Linked DNA regions of Mus musculus: regions 1, 3 and 4 are each linked to region 2. Evidence: chromatin contacts called from public ChIA-PET and HiChIP or PLAC-seq data. All regions are on one chromosome and are shown on one strand. The core of a region is the stretch at or near the end of the contact, and the rest is flanking DNA. Distances in the headings are between cores, read along the strand shown.

Region 1 (3,473 bases), core at 730-3,229, 680 kb after region 2:
GCTGCCTTTGCTTTATGGATTTTATTTCAGTTTCTTATGGATTAGATACCAGTCTTGCTAATTGTGTTAAACTGGGAGAGGCCACAGGACAGTGAGAACAGCCTCGAAGGAACCTTTCAGAAGGGCCCAAATGGGGCTGCAAGCTGTGTAAAAAATAAGACTGTAGCAGGCAGGATTGGAGTAGCCCAGTGTCACCAACAGCATACAGTGGGACTCTGGGGGGCTGTGGGGGTAGCCTTTAGAGCACCCACTGCCAATTCGCCATTCTGTTTGTTTAAATGTAGGTGTAGTCTTCCTTTTGCTCATCTGAACAGCCCCAGAGCTTGAGTGCAAGCTTAGAGAGTACCTCCTTTTAAAAAGAAAATTCCCATTTTCGGTTCATCTAGCTAATCCATTTCTCCGTTTAGAAATAATATCCATGCTTATACCTTTATCTATTTAAATATTTTTCCAGCATAATTTCATGGTAGGGAAACAAAGCCATCTCCTCCACAGCAAACAAGATGGGGGTGTAAATCTAGCACTGATCTACCCAGGCTTACAATCCTTGAAAAATCCTCCCACAGCTAGCTGCATTAATATTCATGACATGAAAATAAAAGGCAGCTTGTGGGTTGGGCAAAGGTGAGTTCTGGAATGGGCTTCCAGGATGGGAAAGCCTGGAGGCTAGGTTTGTCCAGCCACCCCTTCCCACCTTCAAATCCCAGCCAAGCTTAGAATTCCTTTGCTGAACACAGCCTTTCTAAGTGTTAGAAAGCATGCACTTTCGGACACCAATGTACATCCCGGAACCCACGCAGTTCCGGGAACCGTGCACTTCCGGGAACCCGAGCACTTCCGGAAACCCATTACTCCCCTAGCTTCCATTTAATTTACTTTAGTTGCCAGTGAGAATAAGGATGAGACCAATGCAGCAAGAAACCTGGAGGGTGAGCTTTGCAGGTCGTGACACTCAGAGATGTGTTCAGTCCCACGTAAACGTGAATGAAGCGGGACCACTCAATCTTCCTAGTTGCCCCTTTCATTCAGAATAAAACTTTGGAAGCAAGTTGGGCAGTGACGTTTAGAAAGACACGGGGTAACAAATCAACTCAAAGCTTTGTGGCTTGAAACAGTTGTAATTTAGTATTTCTCACGATCGGGAAGTTTGACGGCGCCTGGCTGTTTTGCGGGCACTGGATGGGATGTGCCTGTGAGCTACATTCAGCCAGTTTACTCAGCTACATTCAGTTAGCAGTTCAAAGCTACGTGTGATGGTGATACACTCCTGTACTTCTCGCCTCATGGGATTCGGAAGCAGGAGAATTGCTTGATTCTGGGAGTTCACTGCCAGCCTGGTCAACATGGCAATTGCCTGTCACAAATAAGCAAGCAAGCAAGCAAACTAGCACACAGCTGAGCACTTGCCCGGACTAAGAAGCCCATTTCACTGTTAACAGCTGGCTTATCTTGCCTTGCTGTTAGCTTTTCTCTCTCTTCACACAGGTAGTCTGGTGTGTGTCACTTCTGCTGGCTTCATTTCTTGCCTCGTGGCTGGCTTCCAAGATACTGAGTTAAAGCGGCCAGGCACATGTGACTTACTCTGTTGGTCAAAGCAGGCTACCATACCAGCTGATACGGGTGCAGTGGTGTGCCCATGGCTGAAAGAAAGGAATCCACAGTGGCTGCTTGCAGATTACCAATTCAAGCTATTTCCATGTGTTGCCTAACCATTTTAGAGAACCTGCTAATTTTAACTTGCTGCCGTGAAGATTATGCAACCCTGCTTAGTGGGTGCACTGCGCAGGGGACTTTTTAAATCCAAATAATGTTGATCAAAACTCCTCCCCCAACCTGCTTTTGGTTATTTATACTTATTAAATAATAGCTTGCTTCTGTGATGGAATGTTGATTTATGTTTTGTAACTAAGTCTTTTGGATAATTTGATGAATGCATTCTTAATTGGGAGCAAATTTAGACAGAATTGATTTAGTCTAGACCAGGATCTTCTTCTGGTATTGCGGCATCAGATCCTGGTTGGCCTCTTCTTGTAATCCCTCCTATTTCCTGGAGGAATGATACAAGTTCATTTTCTCATATTCAGGAATGGTCTTAAAAAACAAGTGTAAATTTTTTGGCAGGGAAAAATAAGGCTGGCATAGAAAGTCCCAAGATAACCAGGGTTACACTGTGAGGCCCCATCTTGAAAAATCCAAATTAAGTAATTAGTTAATTAATGAATTAAGCTAGAATTTTAACATGGAAAAATTTCAAATACAAAGACTACTCTAAGGTTTGATAAGTACAAATAACTGACATTCCTAATTATAAAATGTGTTTTATAACTCATAAATATTTAGTTCTCTGAAGAAAGGAAGATAGAAGTTATAGTATTGATGTTCTGGGCACCTTTAGCAAGCTGTCTAACTTCAGACCTTTGTTTTAATAAACCGAGAATAATTTATTCTCTGCTTACCTCAGATGGTATGTATAAAGCTTAATGAAAAAAAAAACTATTTAGGACCACATATAAGATATAACTGGGCAGACAAAGTATCTATGTGCAAAAAGTGAGAAACAAATTATTTAGATAGGTGATAAACAGATAAATGGATAGGTGGATGGATAGATAGGCAGATGGACAGACACACTTAAAGGTAAATAGACAGATGACTCCCTTTCCAAAGGTCTTAATCTCATTACAGTATTTCTAATAGCAGCCAAATATGGTGACACAGGCCTTTAATGGAGGCACCCGGGAAGCAGACACAGGCAGATATGAGTTCAAGGCCAAGCTGGTCTATATACCAAGTTATTAACTAAGCCACAGTAATGGTTTAAAATAAGTCTAGTCATTTCTAGAGATGATTGGCAATAGCTAGTTTGTTTGTTTGTTTGTTTGTTTGTTTGTTTCCCTGCTCTGCTTAGTTCTACAAATTCTATAGAAAATCTGGGTCAGGCTGAACTTTGTTGGCTGAATTTCAACCCCTTTCAATGTCTGTTCTGGGAAGGTTGTTGACAGACAGAGTGACGACAGGACTCAGGACTGGGCTCCTTCTTTGAACTATGGTACCCTTTGCATGTCTCCCTTTCATTGACAGTTCTTTGATTCTTTGCAATTGAAATTCCCTTTCACGACAGACTGATAAGTCTTTTTAGAAGATAATTATAAAATAAAAAGAATTCAAGATTTCTGGTGGTCATAAAATATTTGCCATATTCAATGGTTTGCTTCTACATTTTTTCAAGGATTGAATGAACTACTTGTGACTGTTGGGACTTAAAATAATTAAAATAAAATGCACAGATCTCCAGTCACATTAACTATATACCCAGTCACTGTATATGTATGTGCCCAGCATCACAGCAACATTATAATGGACAGCAATGTCACAGGACCTACTTTTCCAACCCATGTGGTACTGTTTCTCTTCTTCAGAGTCTCCTTTTCACCTCATGTGTTTTGAATAAGCAACAAGGAGAAGAGAGTGCA
Region 2 (3,964 bases), core at 1,106-3,605:
CTCCTAGCACTGGGATTAAAGGCATGTGCCACCATGCCTGGCTTTTCTTTTTAGACAGGGTCTCACATGGCCCAATCTTTCGACTTCAAAAAAAATAAAAAAAGAATTTTCAGTCAGTTGGAAAAGAACTGAAAGAACTAATTTCTTTTCTCTCTTTCTTTCCTTTTCTTTTTTGGCGTGTAGTGTGTGTGTGTGTGTGTGTGTGTGTGTGTGTGTGTGTGTAAAAGAGTCACAGGGCAACATTGAGGGGTTAGTTTCTCTCCTTCTACCTTGCTGGTCCTCGGGATGGATCCCTGATGTCAGGCTTAGTGGCAGACACCTTTACTTGCTAAGTCAACTTACTCACCTAACCCACTTGTACTTTTGTTTCTGATGCTATGATGAACACTATGACCAAAAGCAACTTGAGAATGAAGGGGTTCACTCCATCTTACAACTCATAGTTCAAAACCCATCACTGGGGGAAGTTGGAGCAGAAACTCAAGCAAGAAGCTGGAGCAAAAAACCACAGAAGGTTGATGCCTACTTCCCAGTTTTCTTCTCCCAGCTTGCTCATTCTTTCTTATAAAGTCTAGGCCCACCTGCCCAGGGATCATAGTACTCAGAGCTGGCTGGATCCTCCCATATCAACCAGCAATAAAAGAATACCTCACAGACAAGTTCACAGGCCATTCTGATAGAGACGATACCTCAAATGAAAATTCCTCTTCCTGGTATGTTTGTTTTTATTACGTTGAAAAAAAAAACCTATGATACCTAATTCATAATTATGTTTCTACAGTGTACAAGAATAACTTCAGATGTTTAAAATGAGTCAAGTATTAAAATGAAATAGCACAGGAAATTATCTCAATAATTTGCAAGAGGACAATAATCTTGGATACAAAACCTAGGCAAAGCCACATGACTAATAGTTCTTTACAGTATGTGGCACATAGCATGAAGGGTTACTATATCTGTATCTTCCTCCTGAGTTCTGGGATTAAAAGCATGAGCCACCATGCCTGGCAACAACTGTACCTTTAAGAAAGGAAAAGAAAGAAAGAAAGAAAGAAAGAAAGAAAGAAAGAAAGAAAGAAAGAAGAAAGGAAGGAAGGAAGAAAAAAAAAACGACATAAAAATCCAAACTTGGGAAAAGTGACCAACGCCAAGAGAAGAGGGTGTACAGAGTAAGCAATGATCTCATTTCCATAGGGGAGCAAAACAACGTGAGTAGGCGCCTTTAAGAGATGTGGAAGGCTTTGTCTTACATGATTGAAAACGCTTTAGCGGGGTGGTTTCATTTTCTCCTTTATCATTTGAGGGGTTCACGGCCCCTCTCAAAGGGGACAATATGGCTTTTCGCAAGAAGGTGGTGCTTGTCTTTCTGTTACTGGGCAAACGGCGGGGTGTTACTCCACCTCTCTTCACTTTCTAGCTTATCGTTTCTTCTTCATGTTAACTTCTCAAAAGTTTCTGCGAGAGAAAAAGACACCCAAGAAGGCTGCTTTGTACAGCCAGCCTAATAGTGAGAGAGCCTAAGTCCTCTGGGGGTACAGCGAGCATCTTCCCCCTTGATCGGATTTCAGGACAAGCATTGCTCTTTTTCTTCTCGTTTGTTTGCTTGCTTGCTTGTTTTTGGTGTATAACTCGTTGCCACTCAGTTTACACGACGGTGGAGACTCTACCTAATGACTGGGTGACCAGGGAAGGAGGATGGCTACTTCTGCTCTTTGAGCCTTGGCCACCCATTCTCTCCGGGACTCCTAGGGGGAAGTTACCCAACTTCTCATTGACAAGACTATGATGACACTCCACAGGAAAGCAGAGAAGGGAATTGTGCAACTCCCGGGATAGACACAAAGAGTCTATTAAGTGTTCGAGGGCATAACCGCCGGGGCGACCGGCTTCTGCGAAGTCGAGGACTCCGGGATCCCCGGCGCCCCAACACCGCAGGCCGTGCCGCGCTCGTTTCCAGCCCCGGGAAGCAGCGAGGAGAGCGGCAGTCACCCTGCCGCGACGGGTGGGGGACTGTCGTCGCGGAGCTGAGGTCACGGGCCGGGAAAGCCCCACAGGGTCAGCTCGGGGACAGGGACCCGCGCTTTCTCTCGCTCAAAATCGCGCTGTAAACTCGCTGGGGCCGCAGCTCTACTTCTCGGAGGAGACTTCGGTGCAGCGCAGCGCATCCCACACCCGCTCACACACCCCAGCCCTGCGTCCCCGGGCTCGGCCGACCCAGACTCCCTGTCTCCGCTTTTACTCACAGTGGAGGGTTCCGGCTGTGCTCGCTCACGCCACAGGTCGCCGGTGCCCGGCAGAATGACTGCAACCGGAAGTAGCTTTCCGTTCCAGTTCAGAGGGCAGCGACTGCGCTCTGAGTCATTAACGCTTCACCTTCCATCCTCAGGGCCAGCCCCGCCCCACGTCCCGCCTCTGCAGGAAAGCCCCGCCCACAAAGCCCCGCCCCGCCAAGCTCCTTGGAGGCCCGGGGCCATACAGGAAATAGCATCTGACAGTAAGAGAACCCTAAACATAAGTCATTTGTTTAAAGGTCACTTCAGTGTCTTAGCTAGAATTTTGAGCAAACAGTAAATAACTACTTCTAATATTACCTTATATGTAGGTTAGAGAACCACTCAGAAAAACTTGATATATTGTGAAATTCCTGTTTAGAGCAGGTAGGGGAAGGCCCAGGAAATTACAGTTTTCACCAGATCCTTATGCGAATATAATTGAGTTAAAGTCCACAACTTGAGAAATATTACATATACACTCGGTGTTTCCTCCCACTAGTAATACTTTCCAATGGATATACTTGCTAAAAAAAATTCAATTTCTAGTAAATTTCTCGGGGATTAAAAGTTTCTCATTATTTTATCCAGACATGCTTGAATGATAGCTGAGAGAGAAATTTCAGATGGACGCAGTGAGAAAAACATCTTTTCCGTGTTAGAACAAGAGAGTTGGGTTCTGGCTGCCCCATTTTCTCTTTAGTTCAAAGATTCAAACACTTGTCTGGTTCTAACCGTTAGCTTGAATATTTGGGGCAAATTTTAAAATTCAAACCATCGTTTAAAACTATTAAAAAACTTTCATCAGCTGCGGTTGCTCACAGAAAACCTAAGCAAGATCCAACCAATCAACCTGCTACCACAGTGGTGGGTGGGGTTCACAAGCCCATATGTCAAACCAGTATCTGTGAGGAGCTAAGGGCAGTGGGTGGACTTGAGGGGAGGAGGCCAGTTTTATTTAGGGTGTGTCTCATGCTTCAGTAGATGATACTATGTCTGAATTTATACAGGCAGCACAAACTGGACTTTGTGGTCACTTGGGGTGGGAGGTGGAGGTCATAAGGTTGGGAGAGGGGATGGATCTAGGAGGAGTTGAGGGGGATATGGTCAGAACATTGTGGGGCTGGAAAGATGGCTCAGAGGTTAAACACATGATTGCTCTTCCAGAAGACCCCCGTTTAATTCCCAGCACACACATGGCAGTTCACAACTGTCTGTAACTCTGGTTCCAGGGGATCCTATACCCTCACCCAGACATATATGCATTATAATATATTTCTAAAGGAAAAATAGAACAAACACATTATATGATTCTTTAAAAAATATTATAAAATATTACTCAAAATTTTAACAAGCAGAACTTCCCACCTATAACATTTAGATCAAGTAAACACTTTTTCCCACTAAGTCATCAAGTTAATTGTGACACAGCACTGCTCATATTAAAATAAAACAAAATGACTTGTTTTCTCTAGAGCAGGGTTAGATGCAAAGTAAATTGAGAGAAAGGTCTAGAAACTTCCAGCATGTTCCTCATCTTCATCCTCAGTGCTGAGGTGGAAAAAACTGCTAGCAAGAACAATGTTCTAATTTTCATGAGGAAAAAATAAATTATCAACTCCTTAAGGCAGATGCAAAGAATATGAAAGATGGTAAGTGTGTATCTATTTTGTTAGCGCAGTAATGAAGGAAAG
Region 3 (3,681 bases), core at 313-2,812, 840 kb after region 2:
AGGAAAACGATTGGCTACGAGCTCTCTCTCTCTCTCTCCTTCTCCCCACCCCCCTCTCTCTCTTCCCCCCACCCCTCTCTCACTCTCATTCTCTATTAGGTAAATTTGAAAAACTAAACAAACAAACAAACAAATGACTTGGCACTTTTAAAGGTAACTTCACCAAAGACCGACGAGCCAGTAGCCAGCAGCTCCACCTATCTCAGCGTCACATCCTGTCTGTCCTTTCTTTTTTGCCGGACCAGTTTGCGGTTAGGAGAATGTGCCTTTTTTGTACCTTCGCATTAGGTTTTATAATTTTAACTGATGTATGGACTCACAGAGACAAAATTTAAAAAATTTAAAAATTAAAAAAAAAAAAAAAAAAAAGCAAGCATGAAGGAAGATTTGAATCCAGGCAGTGCCGCCCTCTGACGTCATCACTACAGGTGTTTGCGTGGAAAGAAAACCAACTTTGAAACTATGAAATTCCTGATTCATAAATACAGTTATTTCTACTTTAGTACATACAAGATAACTCACTGTTATTAACACTCTTTTTTATTAAGGCAGTTGCATACGTTTTCAAAAGCAATGGTGAATTAAGTTGTCTTCCAAAACTGTGTACTTGTCTGGTCAGCTGTACGTGATCAGTTATCTACCTCAGAGGCTATTTTTCTTTTGTGCTGGGACAGGTTGCTGGCCCTCCCTGTTTCCACCGACCAAATCCTCCTAGCTCAGGAGCTAGGGCTAAGCAGTTACTTCTTTTGAGTATTTTTTAGTTCTTAAATTTTATTGCTTGTATTTGATGATAGATGTCAGCGACATTTCATAGTTTCAAAAATCCTTGCTGCTCTGAAAGTGTAGATTCTAGTGAAAATTACATAGTCATAAGAGAAATGTGGGGTTTTTTGTTTTTGTTCTTGTTCTTGGTTTTGGTTTTGTTTCTGTTTTTGTTTTTTTTAAGTTGTGGTATTATTGGTTTTATGCTCCCTAAAACTTGTGCTTTGTGAAGTCCAGACTGAAGGCAGCACACCCTCCGTGGATCGAGTATGTTGATCAGCCCAAGACTCTCACTACTTGATATTTTTTTCCATTAGTTAAGACAGAAAGTTGATAGCTCAGTCAGTAGGGGAGGGGAGATCTGCTGCTAGGTATGTCTGAACTAAGTGCCATACTCGTCTGGGTCAGATTTGGGAAACAACCTCTGTACATATAAAAGAAAAAAAATGTCAGTTAAACATCACATAGTAGACAGCCATTAAATTATAAAAAAAATTAATTTATGAAGAAAGACCTTTTGTACAGATTGAAAAAAAAGATTTTCATAGAGATATCTATATGATCAAGAGAGTTAATTTTTTATTTTTGTTCTACTAGTGCTACATACTTGCCAGTGGTGACTTATTTACCGGTTCAAGATGACTCTGTAGTTTTCTTTCCTAGGACTTGTTAAACGCCAAAAGACATTTTTGAACTGTACATTTGATCAGATTGTTAGCTTTTTCTGTTTTATTTCTTTTGAGAACCTTTGAATAAAAACATCTGAAACTTTCTTCTTCCTGTCGGTTTTTTGAAAGTAGATGGAAGTCACACATCAAAATGTCACCTCACCTCTGACCTCGCTCGTCAGCTCAGTAGGCTGGTTCAGAATTGAGTTGAAAATTAGGTCAGATTCCATATGGACAGAAAATTCCATTTTCTTGAAAAAAAATAAGAAACCTTTCCACTCCTGTGTTGCTACTTGTTTAAATCTGTGCTATGACCTTAGATATCTATTACATATCACCTGGCCCTAAGTCCAGCCCGAACTACCCCACTCATGGTCTGCTTTGGAGCTTCTGGTTCTTTTGTGGTATTGGCAACAGTCCTTGGCCTCAGACATCCTAGGTGGTGCTCTTGCATTAATTACCCATTGCTTGGAACAAAATAAAGACATTTTCCTATTTGCAGCCAGCACTAATATGTCAAAATAACCTTATATTAAACCACAGCCTTTTAAAAGTGGGTTCTTTGTTCACAATTGGAGGCACCCATGATGCACTTGGGGGATGGGGATGGGACCTCTCTTTTCCCTCCCTGACTTGCTTTATTGAAGGCATATAATACCAAAAATTGACACCTACCCAAAGTAGAGTAAATGTTTTAATGGAGTTCATATGGTACTGTCCATATAGTTGACTCGACCAGAGTGGAGGGTAGAATTCCCACTACATTTCTTATTTTCAGTTGTTCAGTTGCTCTGTGTATGTTTGATGGAAGGCTGCTCATAAACCACAGTGCACACTTGGGAGTCAGGGGACAACTTGTGTAAGTTAAGTTCTGTCTCTGCCGTGTGACCCTAGAGATCAAATTCAGTCAGCTCGCTGCACCGTCCCGCAGGCCCTCGTTTCTGAATGACTCCTGAGGTCCGTGGCGTGCTGTCTGAATTAGGTAAGAGACATGTAGATCCCTTTACTTGGAACAGCTGAGAAACCCTATACCCAGTTCTTGATGGCTTCTTGAGCAGAGGAAATATGTCCCCTTGATGCTGAGCAATGCTTCAGAGACAAAGGATGCCACATCCCAGGCGGAGCATGGCTTCAGACAAAAAGGGCATTTCGGAACTTAAGGAATAGATGCCACCACGCTTACTAACTACATACCTATGTGCCCTTCCCTATGAATAACAGCAGAAGCCAGAGGAATCACTAAGTTGCATGGCATCGTAAGCTTTGTTAACCTAATAAGGTCTCACGTTCCCTGTGTATCCAACTGACTACATTAGACAGTCATCCCTTGGTATCCACAGGGGGTATGGGTCCTAAGACTCCATAGATGCCAAGATCCACACATACTTAAGTCCCTTAAGTAATAAATTTGTGGGGGCTAGAGATGGTTCAGTGGTTAAGAGCACTGACTGTTCTTCCCAGAGATCCTGAGTTCAGTCCCCAGCAACCACATGGTGGCTCACAACATCTGTAATGGGATCTGAGGCCCTCTTGTGGTGTAATGGAAGAGAGCTACAGTGTACTCATAAATTAAATGAATGAATAAATAAATATTTGCATATAACTGCCTATATAGTTTGAGTCATTGCTAGATCTTGTGTGATGCCTAATGCAACAAAATGCTGTCTAATAACAGTTATATTGTAACGTTCATAATGACAGGAAGATAGTCCATGCATGTGCAATGCAGAGGTATTTTTCCCTTAAATATTTCATTGAGGACTCTCTAATTCTCATGCAGAATGATGGACATGGGCTAGCCATTTCCAGGAGTTTAGGAACACCTATGTACATGGAACTTGACGTAGTTACATGTTGACTTAGTATACAAAGACAAGGGGCAGCACTTCTGTGGATAAGCCAAAGTTTGCTGGGAGGTTAGCTTGTGTCAAAATTACCTTCTAGTCGGCAAAGTGGAAAGGTTGAACTGTGGGTTGGAAAAAGGAAAAGTATGGATACAACAGTTCTCTAGTGTGTGCTTGCTGCCTTTGGTGGCATTGCAGAGTGCTAGAGTCCCGGTACCCCAGCATCCTTGACTTGATGAGTGAAGGCCCTCTGTATGTCCAAGGGAGCACAAATACAATATCAGTGGGAGAAAGGTGAGGCTCCCTAGCCCCTTAGGGACTGTTTAAATTTGGACACACAACCAACAGTAAGTAGCTTCTCCCCGTCTGCACAGCCCAAAAGAGACAGACCCAGAAACATTGCTACA
Region 4 (3,740 bases), core at 984-3,483, 720 kb after region 2:
TGACAGACAGTACTCAAGCCCCTGAATTGGCGCTTCAAATGTTATGCTTATTGATGGATGTCCTCCCACAGGTTTTGCACGGATGTGAAAGCTCTAAGACAAAGGCAGTGTTGAGGCGGGATGTTGGCTGCATGGTACCTGCATTTCATTTCAAGTAGATGCTGAATTACAGTCCAGGCTTTGAAGATGGAGGAGACAGGTTTTACTGGGGGACCAGTAAGTGATTGAGGTTAGCAGGATGCAGGGCAGAGGTTGAAAGGCAGAGAGCTATGAGATCACGCTTATTAAAATAGACCAGAGCAGAGCCTGGGCTTAGAAGGTGCCATGATTGAAGGAGAGGTGTCAAATACAGTCGTGCCAATGGGCTGGAGTGGCTATTAACAGACTGCTTGAGAGTAAAGGGTTTCAAGCAGAGGTCCCAGGTTTTAGTCTTGGTTAGGAGGTTGAAAAGCTAAGGTAGCTTGCTTGCTTATCAGTGGGCTAAGTGATAAGGTCAGCTCAGCTGGTCTATTACAGAGATTTTCTACATTTTTTACATGTTATAATAAGGAGGGGTAGGATTGCTAAATTCTGTGGCTGACATTCTGTCCAGACACCAGGAATGCCAAACGTCCTGCTGAGTTCACAGCAGTTTCTTGAAGGGAAATATCCAGTTTTTAATGTGTCTTTGTACTTCAAGGTAAGAACTGAAGTGGGCTGTATACATTTCTGTGCTTCTGTGAGGGTTGCCTTCAAGCCAGCGTGAAGGCTGCCTCACATGGGTGCATAGATTTATTCTTTTATGGTCACGTGATATTCTCCAGTGTGGAAAACATATTCTGCCAATGTTTTTACTTAAAGTTTTTGTGTTTGTTTGTTTGTTTGCTTGGTGTGTGTGTGTGTGTGTGTGTGTGTGTGTGTGAGTGTATGTGAGTGTATGTGATCTCCTCCTACCATGTTGGTCCCAGGGATCCAACTCAGGTAATCAGGTTTGGCAGCAAGTATCTTTTCCCACTGGGCCATCTCAAAAGCCTCAAATGTGTTTGGTTGTTGTTTGTTTGTTTTGGTCATTGTTATGTCACTGAAGACCAGGCTGACTAGAGAGCCTCCTGTTGCATTTATGAAATAAGAAAGGCCCAGAAGCTCGGTGTGGTGGTGCGCACCTTTAATGCCAATACTGGGGAGGGAGGTGGACCTCTTGTGTTTGAGGACAGCCTGGTCTACAGAGAGAGTTCTAGGACATCCAGGACTACACAGAGAAATCCCTTCTTGAAAGACAGAAACAACAAACAACCAAAAGTGCCACAGGTTAAAGCATCTCCCAGCAGCCAGCTCATCCTCACATAAGAGAAAGAAGCCCAGGGAAGGCCAGAGTGTTTGCCCTGACCATTTTAACTTGGCCCCACCGCTTGTGATCTCAAGTTTGTTCAGAAGGCCATTATAATATAGAACTGAAGCCTAGGGAGAGAAGTCTTGGGAGTAAGAGAAGATATTCCAGGGAGCAGGGTGTCAAAGGGGGGGGGGGTGGTGGAGCGTAAGTTCTAACCATCCAGGAAGGAGCAGGCTGGGCCTTTGACACAGTAGGTGACAGAAATACCAGAACTCTGAAAGAATGCGGAGCCTCGGCAGCTCTTGCAAGGAGAGCTTGTTGGCTCCAGTAAAGGATGCCCAGAGGTCATGGAAGACAAAGGCTGGTGAAAGGCAGCTGGAATTGTCTGTTGAGAGGTCACGATGTGTGTCTGTGGGTCTGAGGTTTCCACAGAACACTGTGTGTGCAATGGGGCAGGAGGAGTGAGCAGGAGGAAGCACATTCCAGAAGGTTTAAAGAAGAGATGAGTGAGGAGGGAGTGTCTTTCGGAAAGTCAAGCACCAGAAGAAAAAGAGAGTCCCTCCCAGTTGAAGAGTGACAGCCCTGACTGTTTTAATCTGTTGGAGGTCCTTTCAAGAGCTGGTGGGGGTAGGCTTTGCTCTTAAGAGCCACTGAGGCAAGTGTTAGCCCTATATTGGAAGGAGCCAGATGTGAGAATGTCAGAGCCAGCTAGGGTTAGTTGTGACACTGAGGTGTCAGTGGGGTGTTGGGTGTTTAGTTCCTAGAGACCAGACGGGAGACCATCAGAGACGGAACTGCAGTCTCAAGGAGTCCTGACAGGAGGCTTTAGAGTTCTTGGGAAATTGGTGAGCACCAAAACAGATGAAGAAAGGATGAGTAAGTGGGGGGAGGGCAGGGCGGAGGGGAGCTGGGAGGGGAGCTGGGAGGGCCAGCTGTCTGAGTCAGCCAGACACTGAGATCTTCAGCAGTCAGTGGGCTGGGTTCTGAGGAATGGGTTAGTGTGGTGTTTGTCATTGGTAAAGTGAGAACTGTATAAAACTTGAGCATTGATTGTTAGGCGTGCTGGAGGAGGTAGATAACTCAGGGAGGCCAGACATGTTCAGAATAAGGAGCCTGGCAGCTCCCTTCAGATGCAAAGAAAAGTCTGGGGGGTGAAAAAGAGAAAAAATAAAACTGTCATTTCAGTAACATAGTTTTTAAAATAAAATATGTTTTAACTATATTCTTTCCCTCTCCCCAACTCCTCCCCACCTAACTTCAAAACAAGGAAAACAAAACAGTAAAATTAAAACCAATTAAAAAGAAGAAAACAAGACAAAAATACTAAAACACAACAAAAGAGGCACACTAAAAAACAAACAAGAGTCTAAGGAGCCCTTTCATGCTGACCAAGTGCTGTTAGGCATGGGGCCTGCCCTGAAGTATGGTTGACAAGCAGGGTCAAAACTGACAGTGTAGTAATAGTAAGACTATCACACCCTAGGTCTCCAGCGTGGGAATCATGGTACAAACCCTGATCTTGCCTGGTGGCCTTGTTGGAGTAGATGAAAGAACAGTACTGTCTTCCTTGTACAGGCAGAGGACGTGGGTGGCCTCTACTATCCTGTTGCTTCTCTTATAGTAGTTTTAGAATGAATCAAGTTCTGTTATATTTTCCCCATTTTTAAAGTGATCCTATTTTTCTCTCGCAGCCTCCCAAGTCCAGGAATTCTAGGCCTACACCATCATACACAGCACCCAGTCTTGTTTCATAGAGAATGAACCACAAACTGATTATTGTGGGTTTTTTTTTTTTTAACCTGACCCTTTACTTCAGTTTAAGAAATTTCACTGACACTGTTTGAAAGCATCCCAAGTTGCTTTGAAAGACAAGATGTGGAGATAGTTGGCTTTCAACAAACTCATTAGTTGTATGGTTGTGAGGACATTTCTTAACATTTCTTAGGTCTTCCTTTTCTCAACACAAAAATTCACGAGAATGGCTACTTGACATTCTTGAGGTGGAAGGGGGACTCATGTGTGCCATCTGACACAGCTGCTCTCACTTGTCCCTGCTTCCCTTGTGAGGTGTCCCCTCACAAGTCAGTTTATGTAAACACGTGTGGAGGCTGTGTAATCCTAACAGTGGAAGGAACTGTCATCATTCCGATCATTGTCAGAAAATGTGAGGAAAGGCTAAAACCATTCAGCCCTCACTGGAGAATTTATACACCGGTGTTGTGCCGGCACTGCCCAGACCTGTGAACAGTGCAGAGATGCTAAGGGCTCTTGAGTGGATGCTCCACAGTTAGGCATTTTGATATCTGGTTCTAAGCTCCTGAACTTTGTTACTTAAAGCTGCTTCCCAGTTGTGTTCACTGAGATTTTCTCATTCTATGAAATGTTGAACGTGTTCCAGGAATTAAGATACTCAGTGTTGAGAAAGTTGGCG

Evidence for each region. ChIA-PET counts read pairs in DNA pulled down with a chosen protein or histone mark. HiChIP or PLAC-seq counts read pairs in DNA pulled down with a chosen protein or histone mark.
Region 1: an H3K4me3 HiChIP or PLAC-seq map of bone marrow-derived macrophages shows a contact between it and region 2, with 2.8 times the contacts expected there. The contact joins the enhancer-like site here to the promoter of Tank in region 2. A contact is called at or near these places in 4 of 39 promoter capture datasets (the 3T3-L1 cell line, liver and stem cell-derived epiblast-like cells), 1 of 484 Hi-C or Micro-C datasets (B cells) and 4 of 115 datasets of contacts at active chromatin or transcription factors (acute myeloid leukemia, bone marrow-derived macrophages, large pre-B cells and 1 more).
Region 3: an RNA polymerase II ChIA-PET map of memory CD8 T cells shows a contact between it and region 2, with 8 read pairs. The contact joins the enhancer-like site here to the promoter of Tank in region 2. A contact is called at or near these places in 4 of 39 promoter capture datasets (the 3T3-L1 cell line, liver and pre-B cells) and 6 of 115 datasets of contacts at active chromatin or transcription factors (the 230-238 cell line, bone marrow-derived macrophages, extraembryonic endoderm stem cells and 3 more).
Region 4: a contact with region 2 is called in an RNA polymerase II ChIA-PET map of memory CD8 T cells, with 10 read pairs. The contact joins the enhancer-like site here to the promoter of Tank in region 2. A contact is called at or near these places in 6 of 39 promoter capture datasets (the 3T3-L1 cell line, 3T3-L1-derived adipocytes, the C10 cell line and 2 more), 1 of 484 Hi-C or Micro-C datasets (B cells), 1 of 115 datasets of contacts at active chromatin or transcription factors (memory CD8 T cells) and 2 of 9 other capture datasets (adipose tissue and pancreatic islet).

The regions. Positions count from the first base shown.
Region 1 is chr2:60,909,132-60,912,604 of GRCm38.p6, reverse strand. It overlaps a transcript of Rbms1 not described here. Among named protein-coding and RNA genes, the nearest start is that of Rbms1, 29 kb to the right of the region's middle. Within about 2 kb of position 1,979, at least 62 of the 459 cell types and tissues checked have an H3K27ac peak or open chromatin away from gene starts, as enhancers often do. A contact at or near this core is called in acute myeloid leukemia, bone marrow-derived macrophages and liver, where this site is marked.
Region 2 is chr2:61,591,488-61,595,451 of GRCm38.p6, reverse strand. It overlaps Tank (TRAF family member-associated Nf-kappa B activator), which reads right to left and starts at 2,355. Exons shown (of 8, transcript NM_001164072.1): 1 at 2,244-2,355.
Region 3 is chr2:60,748,047-60,751,727 of GRCm38.p6, reverse strand. It overlaps a transcript of Rbms1 not described here. Among named protein-coding and RNA genes, the nearest start is that of Gm33436, 57 kb to the right of the region's middle. Within about 2 kb of position 1,562, at least 26 of the 459 cell types and tissues checked have an H3K27ac peak or open chromatin away from gene starts, as enhancers often do. A contact at or near this core is called in memory CD8 T cells, where this site is marked.
Region 4 is chr2:60,869,149-60,872,888 of GRCm38.p6, reverse strand. The region is part of intron 1 of Rbms1 (RNA binding motif, single stranded interacting protein 1); the gene reads left to right. Among named protein-coding and RNA genes, the nearest start is that of Rbms1, 10 kb to the left of the region's middle. Within about 2 kb of position 2,233, at least 124 of the 459 cell types and tissues checked have an H3K27ac peak or open chromatin away from gene starts, as enhancers often do. A contact at or near this core is called in adipose tissue and memory CD8 T cells, where this site is marked.